Linked DNA regions of Sus scrofa: all the other regions are linked to region 3. Evidence: chromatin contacts called from public HiChIP or PLAC-seq and promoter capture Hi-C data. All regions are on one chromosome and are shown on one strand. Each heading gives the region's core, a stretch centred on a gene start, on an enhancer-like site or on the middle of the called end of the contact. The rest is flanking DNA. Distances are from core to core; before and after follow the strand shown. Region 1 holds the start of SDCBP2 (syndecan binding protein 2). Region 2 holds the start of NSFL1C (NSFL1 cofactor). Region 3 holds the start of LOC102161654 (signal-regulatory protein beta-1).

The links. Promoter capture Hi-C pulls out the DNA fragments that hold promoters and counts their contacts. HiChIP or PLAC-seq counts read pairs in DNA pulled down with a chosen protein or histone mark.
Region 1: a contact with region 3 is called in a promoter capture Hi-C map of liver, with 2.8 times the contacts expected there. The contact joins the promoter of SDCBP2 here to the promoter of LOC102161654 in region 3. A contact is called at or near these places in 1 of 5 promoter capture datasets (liver), 2 of 47 Hi-C or Micro-C datasets (fetal heart ventricle and liver) and 1 of 2 datasets of contacts at active chromatin or transcription factors (alveolar macrophages).
Region 2: a contact with region 3 is called in an H3K27ac HiChIP or PLAC-seq map of alveolar macrophages. The contact joins the promoter of NSFL1C here to the promoter of LOC102161654 in region 3. A contact is called at or near these places in 1 of 5 promoter capture datasets (fetal liver), 1 of 47 Hi-C or Micro-C datasets (fetal liver) and 1 of 2 datasets of contacts at active chromatin or transcription factors (alveolar macrophages).

What each region holds. Positions count from the first base shown.
Region 1 is chr17:33,966,225-33,970,078 of Sscrofa11.1, reverse strand. It overlaps SDCBP2 (syndecan binding protein 2), which reads right to left and starts at 1,954. Exons shown (of 9, transcript NM_001244863.1): 1 at 1,865-1,954. LOC106506644 (a long non-coding RNA gene) reads left to right here and starts at 3,047. Exons shown (of 2, transcript XR_001302077.2): 1 at 3,047-3,854.
Region 2 is chr17:33,868,034-33,872,054 of Sscrofa11.1, reverse strand. NSFL1C (NSFL1 cofactor) reads right to left here and starts at 2,500. Exons shown (of 9, transcript NM_001244443.1): 1 at 2,352-2,500. The coding sequence starts at 2,456.
Region 3 is chr17:33,733,573-33,737,572 of Sscrofa11.1, reverse strand. LOC102161654 (signal-regulatory protein beta-1) reads right to left here and starts at 1,765. Exons shown (of 7, transcript XM_021077523.1): 1 at 1,630-1,765. The coding sequence starts at 1,681.

The sequences.
Region 1 (3,854 bases), core at 705-3,204, 230 kb before region 3:
TGAACTTCTGTACTTTTTGATATTCTGAACAATAACAAGTCCCCAACAAAGCAATCAGGTCCTCAGAAACCAGCAGGGCCGAAAAGGGGTCGCCCACCCCCATCTTTGGACTTTGGAGTGAGAACACTCCTTTGGAACGCTTTGTTCCAAAGAGCTGAAACTACAGGACGCCCACTTGTTCCTGTGGACAGCTCATCCATCCTTCAAAAGACTGTGCGGGAGGGAAGCGTGGGTTAGAGTGTCAGAGGAATAGCTCCTGGAAGGCCAAATTAGCCCAGAGAAATGGTGAGTCGGAAAGGAAGAGGCTGTTGCTAGGCCACCAGCATGTACTCCCCTCCTCTCAGGCTGTACTGCCTGCTGGAGGAAAGCTGTGGACTTCTTCAGTGGATGCAGATACACTCCCGAATCCTTGTCCAGGAGGGGCAGAGTGGGAGCAAGGACCTCAGAGGCAAGCAGGATGGGTTCAGACTGCTGCCTCTGATTTAGCAGAGCAAGCATGGACATGTCCTTTTGGCATGTCGTTTATCTGTAATATGCTTAACAATACTTGCATCGCAGTGTTATCGTAGAGATGAAAAGCTTCTTAAAAGAGATAAGACATATATGGGAAGCACTGGCACATAAAGGGTACGCAGTAGTCATTAGCTGTTGTTCATGCAGTACATTTACTGAGTGCCTAAGTCCCAGTACTGTTCTGGGTACCAGTAATTAGGCAGGGAACAAAAGAAAAATCTGCCCTTGAGTGTCACGTCCTAGCTGAATAAGTAAGTGCCTGTGCAGTGTTAGGTGGTAGGACGTGATGGGGAGAAAGATGAAGCAGGGCGGGGGCGGGTGGGGGAGGTAGACAGAGCCCGGAGGTCCCGAAGAGCCTCCCTGCTGGGTGGGGGAGATGGGGGTGGAAGATGCCTTTTGAGTGAAAGTTTCAATGGGGAGGGAGAAGCGTTGAGGCTGAGGGCACAGCCACGGCAGTGGCCCTGAGGTGGGAGTGCCTGTTGTGTTCAGGAAATATCTGAGCAGGGAGACCAAAGTCGGTTGTTGAGAGGGGAAGCATAGGACAGGCGACTGCAGGGGTGGTGAGAGGGGCTAGATCCAGCAGGGCCTGTGGGTCATGCTGAGGGCTTGGCATTTACTCCAGCGAAATGGGAGGCACTGGAGAATGTTGAGCAGCAGAGTGACGTCTAACTTTCATTTGGAGGATGGATTAGAGGGGCCCAGTGGGCAGGGAGCCCAGCTGAGAAGTGATGCGGGGAGAGCTGGTGGGAGTCTGGGCCAGCGCAGGGCCTGCCCGGCACACAGCAGCCCCATCTTAAGCACCATTTTCTGAGGCTCACTGTGTGGAGGGCACGTACGGGGCCCTTATATCCATTACCTCATTCAGTTCCCCCGACTGCGTGGGAGTCTCCACAGAGGAAACCAGCTCTCGGGTCAGGCCGCCGGCCCAGTTCCCCAGCAGGTTTTCCTGGCCGTGGCAGGGAGCTTGTGGATGGAAACAGCTTCAGGCAGAGAAGTAACAGAAACTGAGGCCTGCACTCGGCTCCTTGTGGAAAGTGCTCTTTGCCCTGCCAAGGGCCCATTTCAAGGAGCAAAGTGTGGGTCCCAGCCGCGAGCGCAGTCCCGGGCAGACTGAAGGAGCCTGGAGAGTCCTAGCCATGTCTGGGTGAAGATCACCCAACCGTCACACCTGGCCCGGGGCTGGGGTCAGAAGAGGAAACCCCAGTTCATGTTTCACTGCCAGAGAGAAGCACCCTGAGAGGAAAAGGCCTGAAAGTCCCCAAAGGGTTGGGACCAGGAGGGAAGAAGCCAGGAGAGAGCAGGTCACGCCGATCCCTTCCGGAGCTCTAGGGGCCCCGCACCCGGCTCTTACCTGCAGCCCAGGTGCTGCTGCTTGTCCTCCTCCAACCACTGCCAACGGAGTCTGTTCCTCTCCCTGGAAGGCGGTGGCCCTTGTTCCAGCTGGGTTCCTGCTCCCCGGTCAGCTGACTCATCCAGGACTGGGATGGGCCCAGGTGCGGCGTGGTGGCTGGGGCAACCTGCCTTAGGTCACCAGGTCCAGAGGAGGGCTGTGGCCTTAGTCTGGATGTGGAGGTGGGGATGGAAGCTCACACAGCTCCTCTTGAGAGGGGTGTGAACCAAGACTTCCTGGCTCGAGGTAACCGAACTTGGCTCAGACACGTAGTCCTGCTGAACATCAGGACAGATTGATGGGTCTTGAAAAGTGGCCGTACCTTGTGACCTACCATTTCCTTTTCTAGGAATTTGTCACAAGAAAATAAAACAAGTAGCCAGTGAGGTCTCGGGGGCCCATCACTGTGTTTCTTATAACAGGGAAATCTAGAAATCCCCAAATGTCCATTGCCAGGGTCTGGTTAAATAAGGCAGCCTCTGTGGAAGGTCATAAAGCTATCAGCGTTGTTGATAAGGAAGGAACCAGGAGGAAGTGTTCCGGCAAGATATGGAAAAGTCAATATTGTGATAATCAGCTTGTCTTTTGTTTTCATTTTTCCAAAAGTGAATAGATACTGCAAACTGTCTGGGAGGACAAAACTGAAAAGGCTGGAAATCCAGATGGTGGGGTGGGGTGGGGGTTGTTAGTTTGTACTTTTGTGTCTGTTTCAGGGTGGTGGGGTTTGGTTTTGTTAATCTTTACTTTGAACGTTCATGATTTTTGTAAGGAGGGGCCGCCAAATTAAGGTTAATTGTTTTTAGGAGTTCCCGTCGTGGCTCAGTGGTTAACAAATCCGACTAGGAACCATGAGGTTTCAGGTTCGATCCCTGGCCTTGCTCAGTGGGTTAAGGATCCAGCGTTGCCATGAGCTGTGGTGTGGGTCGCAAACGCAGCTTGGATCCCGAGTTGCTGTGGCTGTGGTGTAGGCGGGCAGCTACAGCTCTGATTCGATCCCTAGCCTGGGAACCTCCCTATGCCTCAGGTGCGGCCCGAGAAAAAGGCAAAAAGACAAAAAGAAAAAAGAAAAAAAAAAGATTAATTGTTTTTAGGAGGAATTTAGATGGGTTGTCTCCGGGAAGAAGTAAGGGGCTGAATGCTGTGGTGGGAGGGGCTTTTTTTCATAACATACTTTGGGGTGCCTTTTAAATTTTGAAAAAATTTAATGTATTTAACTATCCCCCAAAATCAATCAAACAGAAAAGGGGGAGGAATGTAGTTGCAGTCCCTGTGGGTTGGGTTGTACAGAGGTGCCTGGGGAGGGACTGGCCCTGGTGCTGGGCAGTCCCCTGAGGAATGACGCAGGGCAGCCGCCCAGGGCGGGGTGAGTGTTGGGGCTGCTCAGCAGGCCGGGTGGCCCATGTCACAGTCCCCGTGACGAGCCTGGGCAGAGACGCACCGGCCTTGGGCGCATGTTCAGCCCCAGAGAGGAGGCCCTGCCGGACTCAGAGGCTTCCAGCCGAGAGCCACACATGGGAGGGAGTCGGAGGGGGAACAAGAGCAGGAAAGGCAGTTACCAGCCAAGGAGCCCTCCCTGCCTGCAGAGCGCGGTGCTGTACAGTCACAGGCTTGGTGGCTCCCGCCATCCCGCAAGTAGGCAAGAGGCAAGGTCCCTTCTCTGAAGTCACACAGCTGCACATGGCTCCAAGGTCCTGTTTTCCGTCTGTGAGAAAAAGGCACCTAAAGCTGAGGCAAGGACACACCCGAGGCTGAGCCATCTGGGCCCGAAGCGCCGGGGAACCATGGGTGTGGACCCTCCTTAGGTGGGGTTCTCAAGGGCAAAGTAGAAAATAGAGACTGAACCAAGTGACACCCCACCCTCCACACACCTCAGTTCACCCAGTCGAGGTCTCAAGGGGCTTTTGGAGAAGATGGAGGAACCAGAAGGGTGAGGAACTTGCTTGTGGTCACC
Region 2 (4,021 bases), core at 1,251-3,750, 130 kb before region 3:
ACCAGAGCCACAGCAACGCAGGATCCAAGCTGTGTTTTCAACCTACACCACAGCTGATGGCAAAGCCAGATTTTAACCTACTGAGTGAGGCCAGGGATCAAACCCGCGTCCTCATGGATGCTAGAGGGGTTCGTTAACCGCTGAGCCACGATGGGAACTCCAAAGGCCCAATTGCTAATTTTCATATCACATAAAACAAATACCACCTACCAAGAGGAAAAAAAGACAAGAAGGAAAGTTGGGATGGAGACACTCCTCATTCTCATTTTATTAGGAAATGTGATCTTGGAAAAGCAGTGTATATTTACTGAGCACTTACTTACATGCCATGCTGTTCTGAGTACAACTGTACCTGTGTTAACTCATTTCCGAAAGAACGCTATGTAGTTAGTGCTATTGTCTCATTTTATAGCTGATAGAGAAGCCCTGCAAAGTTAAGAAAATTGCGCAAGCCTACACAGCTAGTAAGGAGTAGAGCCAGGCTTGATCTCAGGCAGTCTGCTCAGGCTCTTACTCTCAGCTCTTAGGTGACAGCCAGGAGTTGGGAACTGTGAGGTCAGTCCAGACTGCTACTTTTACTTTCTCTCTGAAGCTGTTCGTAATCTGTGCAATGCGGACACTCGTTCCACCAACCCTGCAAAACATTTATTCACACTCATGTCTCAGCTCTATACATACAGAAGGAATATGGGTTTCTTTTGGCCATTTGTGATTGGATGTTTCTCTCACGGACTCAACGCATAGATATTTACTAATCACTTACTTGGCACACCAAAAAAAAAAAAAAAAAAAAAAAAAAAAAGACAGCAATGAGGTTTACAAGAATGAAAAAGAAATGGCTCCAGTACTTGAGGTCACCAACTCATAGAAGCCAGTGAGCTGCTGTGGGACATAACCAGCTTGCCAGGAGCAGCGTTCCTTCATGGGACACAACCAGCCTGCTGGAAGCAGTATGCCTTGGCAGGACACAGCAGGCCTGTGAGGAGGCAGTGAGCTGTGGTGGAACGCCCACTGACTCGGCATTGAGGGCAGGGCCAGGACAGTCATGCCACATGCATGAGCCGGCTTCACCACCTATAGCATCAGGAGATGGGGCTGACGAGTTGCCAACTGTAACCCTGTGAGCTTTTAGGTCTTTCAGGCAAAAGCTAGGTTTTGTATTTCTGCCCAGCGCAGGGGTTTCACATGTGTGAAGCGTAATGCTTTACCTGACTCTCACTGTGGGGAAGCATATAAATGGTGAGGTCAGCAGACCCAGATCAAATCCTAACTCCTGGCTGTGTGACCTTGGGCTGATCACCTGCCCTCTGAGCTTCCGATTCCTCATCTGTACAACTGAGGTAGACTTCTTTAATTCACACAGTGTTGCTAGGATTAAATGAATCATACATAAAGTGTCTGACACATGGTGATTGACAGCTTGGGCTCTGTTATTAGACAAAACTGAGTTCTAATGCCATCTTTTCCACTTAGGAGCTAGTGAGGCATTGAGCAAGTTACTTGACCTCCCTAAACCTCAGCTTCAAAATGCAAAGGTTAAACGACTTAAGACACAAAAAGCAGTTAGAACAGCACTTGGCTTCTGGTGAGCAGTCAATAAACATTAATCATCATCATCTACCTAAGATGTACACTGGCCAAGGATATGTATGCAATTTCTTCTACCATTAATTACTGAGTCAGATGTTGTTCTAGGCACAAGGGATTCAACAGTTTACAAAATTCCCTGCCTCGCTTGGCTCATCTTCCTGTCTTCTTAACTAATTACCAAACATTTAATGGACACTTGATACGTGCCAATGAATTAGACGATAAGCTCCACTGAGACTCCCACTTTACAGATGAGTAACTTAGAATAGGCTCCAATCTTGCGCCACCACCCAGTTTCTCCCAGCATTTAGGTAGGAGGAGGGGTGGGTCAAGTCCCAGGCACAGCTTCTCCCTCCTCCTGCGGCTGGGGCCGCAGAGATGGAAACGAAGGAGCACCTCGTCCCCAGCGCCACCCGGGAGCTGGTCGGTCCAGGCCGCCCGGCCTGCAGCCGACACACGGCGCGGCAGCCACGCCCCCAGGCTCCCCTCTCCACGCGGGATGCGGCAGTGCCCCAACTCTCGCTAACCCGACAGCCAGGAAGAAGGGGAAACTGAGGCCCAACAGAGAAGGTCGGGCCCGGGGCTGGCCCGCATTTTACCACACCCAGGCGGAGCTTGCGACGCGTGGCAGCGGCCCCAGGACCCTGAGGCCTGGGCCCGGCGGGATGACTGTGCGCTTCGGCCACCTCGGGCTTGAGGCTCCAAGCGCCCACGCCCCATAGCCCCTAGCCTGCCGGACACGGCCCGCCTCGCGGCTCTACCTGCAGGTCCCAGCCGGCCGACTCGAGGAAGAAGCGGGCTCGGTCCTCCTCCGCGCCCGTCACCGCCACGAACTCCCTCAGCGCGTCCTGTCGCTCCGCCGCCATCTTCGCCCCGTGCGCCGCCCAAAGCGCTCCGGGCGGCGCCGCACAGCCTCAGCCCCGCCACCGCGTTCCGCCCGCCAGCAGACCCAGCCCAGCCGAACAGCACCCCGCCCACAGGCCCCGCCCCACGCGGTGCCTCACGCAAAGTCTTCCGTCCGGGAACCGTCAACGCTCCGCGCCCTCTGGCGGCCACAGCGCTAACCCGAAGTCTAATGGCGTGGGGTGGTGGGAGATGAGGGGAGTATGAGAAGCAGGGCGAGTCTTCCACCAGTGCCTGTGGCATGAAGGCTCCCGGAAGGAGTCGGTTTCACAATTACACACTGAGTTGGTTTATCATGTCATTAATTTACTCATTCGTTCATTCATTTACTTGTTCAAATATTTACTGAGTGTTGTCAAGGGGCTCCTGCTCTTCCAGGGCTGAGGATCAATGGCTTGCAAAATAAAATACCTGCCCTTCTTGTTGCCCATGTTTGACAGCCTTGAAGGAGTCACTCTTGTCTCCTGACCCTTCTTTGGCTCCCCATCTAAATGTGCATAAAAGACAAAGTCTCACGGCCTTCAAGACCCCAGGGAGATGTGCCAGCCCTCCCTCTTATCTTCTCCTAAGCTTTTTTTTTTTTTTTAAATGCGAACCTAAAAGTTGAGAGTTGAGTTTTATGTGTGGCAAAATGAAGATACAGACTGGGAGGCACCATTTCAGATAGCTCCGAAATACCGCTCCAAAGGGGCAGTGAGAAATGTCAGCATACATGTGATTTTGGTGAAGGGGAAGGTACATGGAAGCAAGCCATATTTTACAAATGTTTGCTGCTAGTCTCATGAAGATGACTGTTAGTCACGAGGTGCAGACATCACCACGGAGGATTTTAGTGCTTTTCTAGGCATGAGGAGATGCAAGAATTGAGCTCATAAAATCTCCTGAAAATGTCTACGTATCCGAAGACCTGTCCTGCCGGTTTCCCCAGAGCACAGAGTGCCTCACTCCTGATCTCTACCCTGAGCTCCTTTCGGGGGGTGTTGATTCAGTCCACGTAGAGGCAGATGGCAAGTGTCAAACTCCAGTTCACACGTCTCAACAGCTTCCTTGGCTCCAGGTACGTGGTCCTTGTTGCTGTTCCTCTGGTGCACCAGACACATATTGGCCTCGGAGCCTTGTTGCTTTTTGCCTGGAACACCCTTCCCTCATGGGTGGGCAAGGTGCTCACTTTCCTGAGTCTCTGCTCCAAGGGCACATCCTCAGACACAATCTTGCCTTAGAGTCCTCAGCTTCTTTGCCCTGTTGCCTTTTACCCCCTCCCGGGGTGCTCTTTTCTCCCTCTTCCCCCATCAGCTCCTGCTCATCCTTCCCGTCTCAGTTTAGGTGTTCCCTCCTCCCATGGCCTTTCTCATCCCCAGGCTCCATCAGACAGTCCCCCTTGCATGCCCTCTGACACCATGTCAAGCCTTCCCCAAGGGCCATGATCCCGGTGGCAGTATGGCTGAGGCTGTGTCCAGTGCAACGTGGCTTGAGAGCACAAGCTCTAGGAGTTACCATCGTGGCTCAGAGGTTAACAAACCCGACCAGT
Region 3 (4,000 bases), core at 516-3,015:
TCCTAAGACCTGGAATATTCAACTAGCATGAGATAAAGACAGATATATAGATATGGATATAATCACAGATATAGAAAATATGAATATAATATAGATATAAGTAATATAGGCAAGAATCCCCTTCTTTCTTCCTCACCCCTACTGAGCAAGGAAGAGGGGATGCTGAGATAGCAATGCACAAAATTCTATTCATTTACCAAAAGAGAAGTTTCCTTGTCTTAACAGCTTGGGGAAGAGAAAGAGGTAGATTTATAGAGAAGCAAACAAGGAGAGATGTTGCTAAAAGACAACAAATACTAAATATCTGTTCATGTTTTTTAATGTAACTAAAAATGATTTGAGAGCAACAATAAGGAAGTCTTTTTGAAATCCCATGTGTCTGGGAACATTTCCTCACACCCATTCATAAACACAGACACAGACACACACAGACACACAGGCACACACACACACACACACACACACACACACACACACAAATGTAGGCATCCACAACCATGAATTAAAGTGTAGCTTAGCATGCTAGCCTACAGGTTGTTTTGAAGATTAAATGAAATTACAACACACATTAAAAGTAGTAAACAATTTTGGAGTTCCCATCATGGCTCAGTAAAAACGAATCTGACTGGCATCCATGAGGACGCAGGTTCAATCCCTGGCCTTGCTCAGTGGGTTGGGGATCCGGCATTGCCATGAGCTGTGGTGTAGGTCACAGACACACCTCAGATCTGGCAGTGCTGTGGCTGTGGCATAGGCCAGCAGCTACAGCTCCAATTCGACACCAAGCCTGGGAACCTCCCTGTGCTGCAGGTGCAGCCCTAAAAAGAGGAAAAAAATAAATAAAAGTTAAGAAAAATTTAGCACTGGGAACTATGTCTAGTCACTTATGACAGAACATGATAATGTGAGAAAATGCTATGTGTACATGTATGTGTAACTGGGCCACCATGCTGTACAGTAGGAAAAAAATTGGGGAAATGATTTAAAAAATAAAATAAATTTTAAAAAAGATCTGCTATAAAAAATTAAAAAATAAAGTAGTAAACAATTTAGCACATAGGAAACAACCAACACATTGCTAACAAAAGTTTGGAAGTACACGTAGCAAGATTTAAGCTCTGATGACCTTTGAGTGGCAGGATGGGTAATGACAAATATACTATTTGCTTTTCCTGTTCTTTTCTGCCATTAGCCTCCTCTGAGAAGCTGAGCTGCATAATGTGCTTAAAAGAATCAACTCTGAAGCTGAACAGCCTGGACTCAAATCCTGTTCTCCACTGCCTTAGGTAAGTGACATTGGGCAAGTTATTCTCTTTGCCTCAGTTTCCCCATTTTCAGTTTAGGAGTAATAGTCAATTATCACACTGGGATAATTAAGGCACATAATCTTGTTATTGTCAGTTTTGAAGTATCATCTGTTTTGATGAGTCTTGTAACCAGTTGCAGAAAATGGATCCAGAAAAGGAAATGCTCAGATCCATGATTTCATGCTCTGGATAATGCCCAGTCCTTGACTTGTTCTGACTGCCCTGAAGGGCACACCCAAGTTTACATGGAAACTCTAGAAGTGCAGGGGTAGGGGGAGATGCAGGGGGCAGGGAGAGGGGATCTACCCCAAGGAATGCTCACCTGTGAGTCCCAGCATTAGAATCAGCAGCAGGCAAGGAGGAGGGATGGGCATTGTGGAGACCTGAGGAGCCTGGTCTGTCCAAATGTGTGTCCTGGTGAGAACTGGACTTCTGTGCTCTGTGGAGAGGAGAGAAGCCCCACTTCCTGTGATATAAGAGGAAGTGCCTATGATTGGATGAAATGGCCATGAGATAGTAACTTACTTCTGGATTCTAGATAGTTCCTACTCCTAAATGGAGAAGCAGGGGGGGGGGGGGGGGGGGGGGGGGGGGGGGGGGGGGGGGGGGGGGGGGGGATTGGGCTGGGGGGTAGGCTAGTACTAAGCTCCGATGGAAGCGAATCATATGCGGAGCGCCAAGAAATAGCAAAAAAAAAAAAAAAAAAAAAAAAAAAAAAAAATCAAGAAGAGAATGTGGCTACGAATTGTAAGTTGATAAGTTACTTACCTTATGTTTCCACAGAGATTGAACAAGCTTAGCAGAAATGTCTTCCTCCACACTTGGGGCCTCTGTTGTCTCCACTGGGCTCCTCAACCCCTTCATGGTGAGTCCCCATTTGGAGCTCTAAGCCTAGAAGGACTTGTAGTTGTAGGTTGTGTACATAGTCCCAAGCCCAGGACCCTAGGATGGGGCTGGCTGGTGGTCAGTCTCATTCTGCACCTGCCCCGACAAATATTTACTCAACTGGAAAAAGGAAGAGGGTGCCAGGCCCTTTTCAGCATTGGGATGGATTGAGATCTTCTCCTGAAATGACTCCCTATTCCAACCCTTTATTGATGTAACTGTTAAAATTTAGCTCAAATGCACAGTGCAATGTGAACCTCAGAACTTGTATGGCCTATGTCCAAAAATGAATCATTTACTACTTCCTTTAGGAGAGAAGTGGGTTATATGACTCAGAAATTATACTCCCAGGTTTTTATCTCAGAGAAATGAAAAATACGTCCAAAAAAAAACCCTGTGCACAAATTTATAGCAGATTTCTTTGTAAAGCAAAAAACTGGAAAAAATTAAAATGTCTAATTATAAGTGAACAATTTAACAAATTATAGTACATCTGTACCACTAAATGCTGCTCAGTAATCCAAAGGAATGAGTTATATATGTATGTGACAACTAAAAATTCCTTTAAGGCATTATGTTGAGTGAACAAAGCCAATCTCAAATGTCAATTCCACTTATACAACATTCTCAAAATTATAGATATATAGAAAACAGAATGGGATTTGCCAGAGGTTTGGTTTAGTGGGGATGTACATCATTTTAAAGGGCTAGCACATGGAAAACTTTGTGGTCATGAAATGGTTTGCACCCTCATCATGGTGGTGGTTACACAAATATACACATGAGACGATCAATACAAGTTAAAACAGATTGCTATAAACTCAGCTTTCTCATAGTCATAATAACAGAGACATTGTCTATTAAGTTATCTAAAACTATAATTATATAGTGTTATGAGGGTATAAGATATTCATGTGTGACCTGAGATCAGGAGTAACAAAATATTACATCCCCATCTTCCACAGTGGGATGTCATTAAATAATGTCTAAGAATAATAAATCAAGCAGTAGCAATATAAGCATGCTATATGGCATATAATAGTAAAACTTAAAATAATCAGTTAAAAGAGTTGAAAGTTGTTTCTTCTGGGATGTGTAAAATGGCAGGAGATTAGGGAGACTCCAATTTTCATATATAGAACTTGTAGAACTATTTGACTTGTAAACCATTTGTATATGAATATTTGATAAAGCTAAAACTAATGTAGATGATTGGATTAATGTTAACAGAGTTCCATATAAAAATAATACTCTTATTATTAGCAATAGTAAGAGATTTGTCAGCTTGCCTGATATAACATTGATGACCTACCTCAATTACAATACTATACAATGGTCAAAACCACTGAAAACAGTAATCATAATTTTTAAAGATCCCAATATTAAATATAGTTGTAGTTAGAGATGCATAAGACCATCAGGGGAAAAAATTGCAAAATTATGTATTTAAAATCATTTAAAAAACCTAAATGAATAGAGGTATATTGTATCCAAGAATTTGAAAATTCAATATTGCAGATGTCAATTTTCCCAAATTAATATATACACTCAATGCAATCAAATAATAATTCTAAAACAGTTTTTCATGAAACTTGAAAGAGTGATTTTAAAATACATTTGGAGACTGAAAGTAAGGGGATGAAATGACCAGAAAGCAGGTATCAATACTCACATAAAATAGACCTTAAAGCAAAGTCTATAACAAAAGACAAAGAAGACATTATATAATAATAAAGAGACTAATACAAGAAGAGGATATTAAACTCATTAACATGTGTATCTAATACAGGAGCACCTAAATATACAAA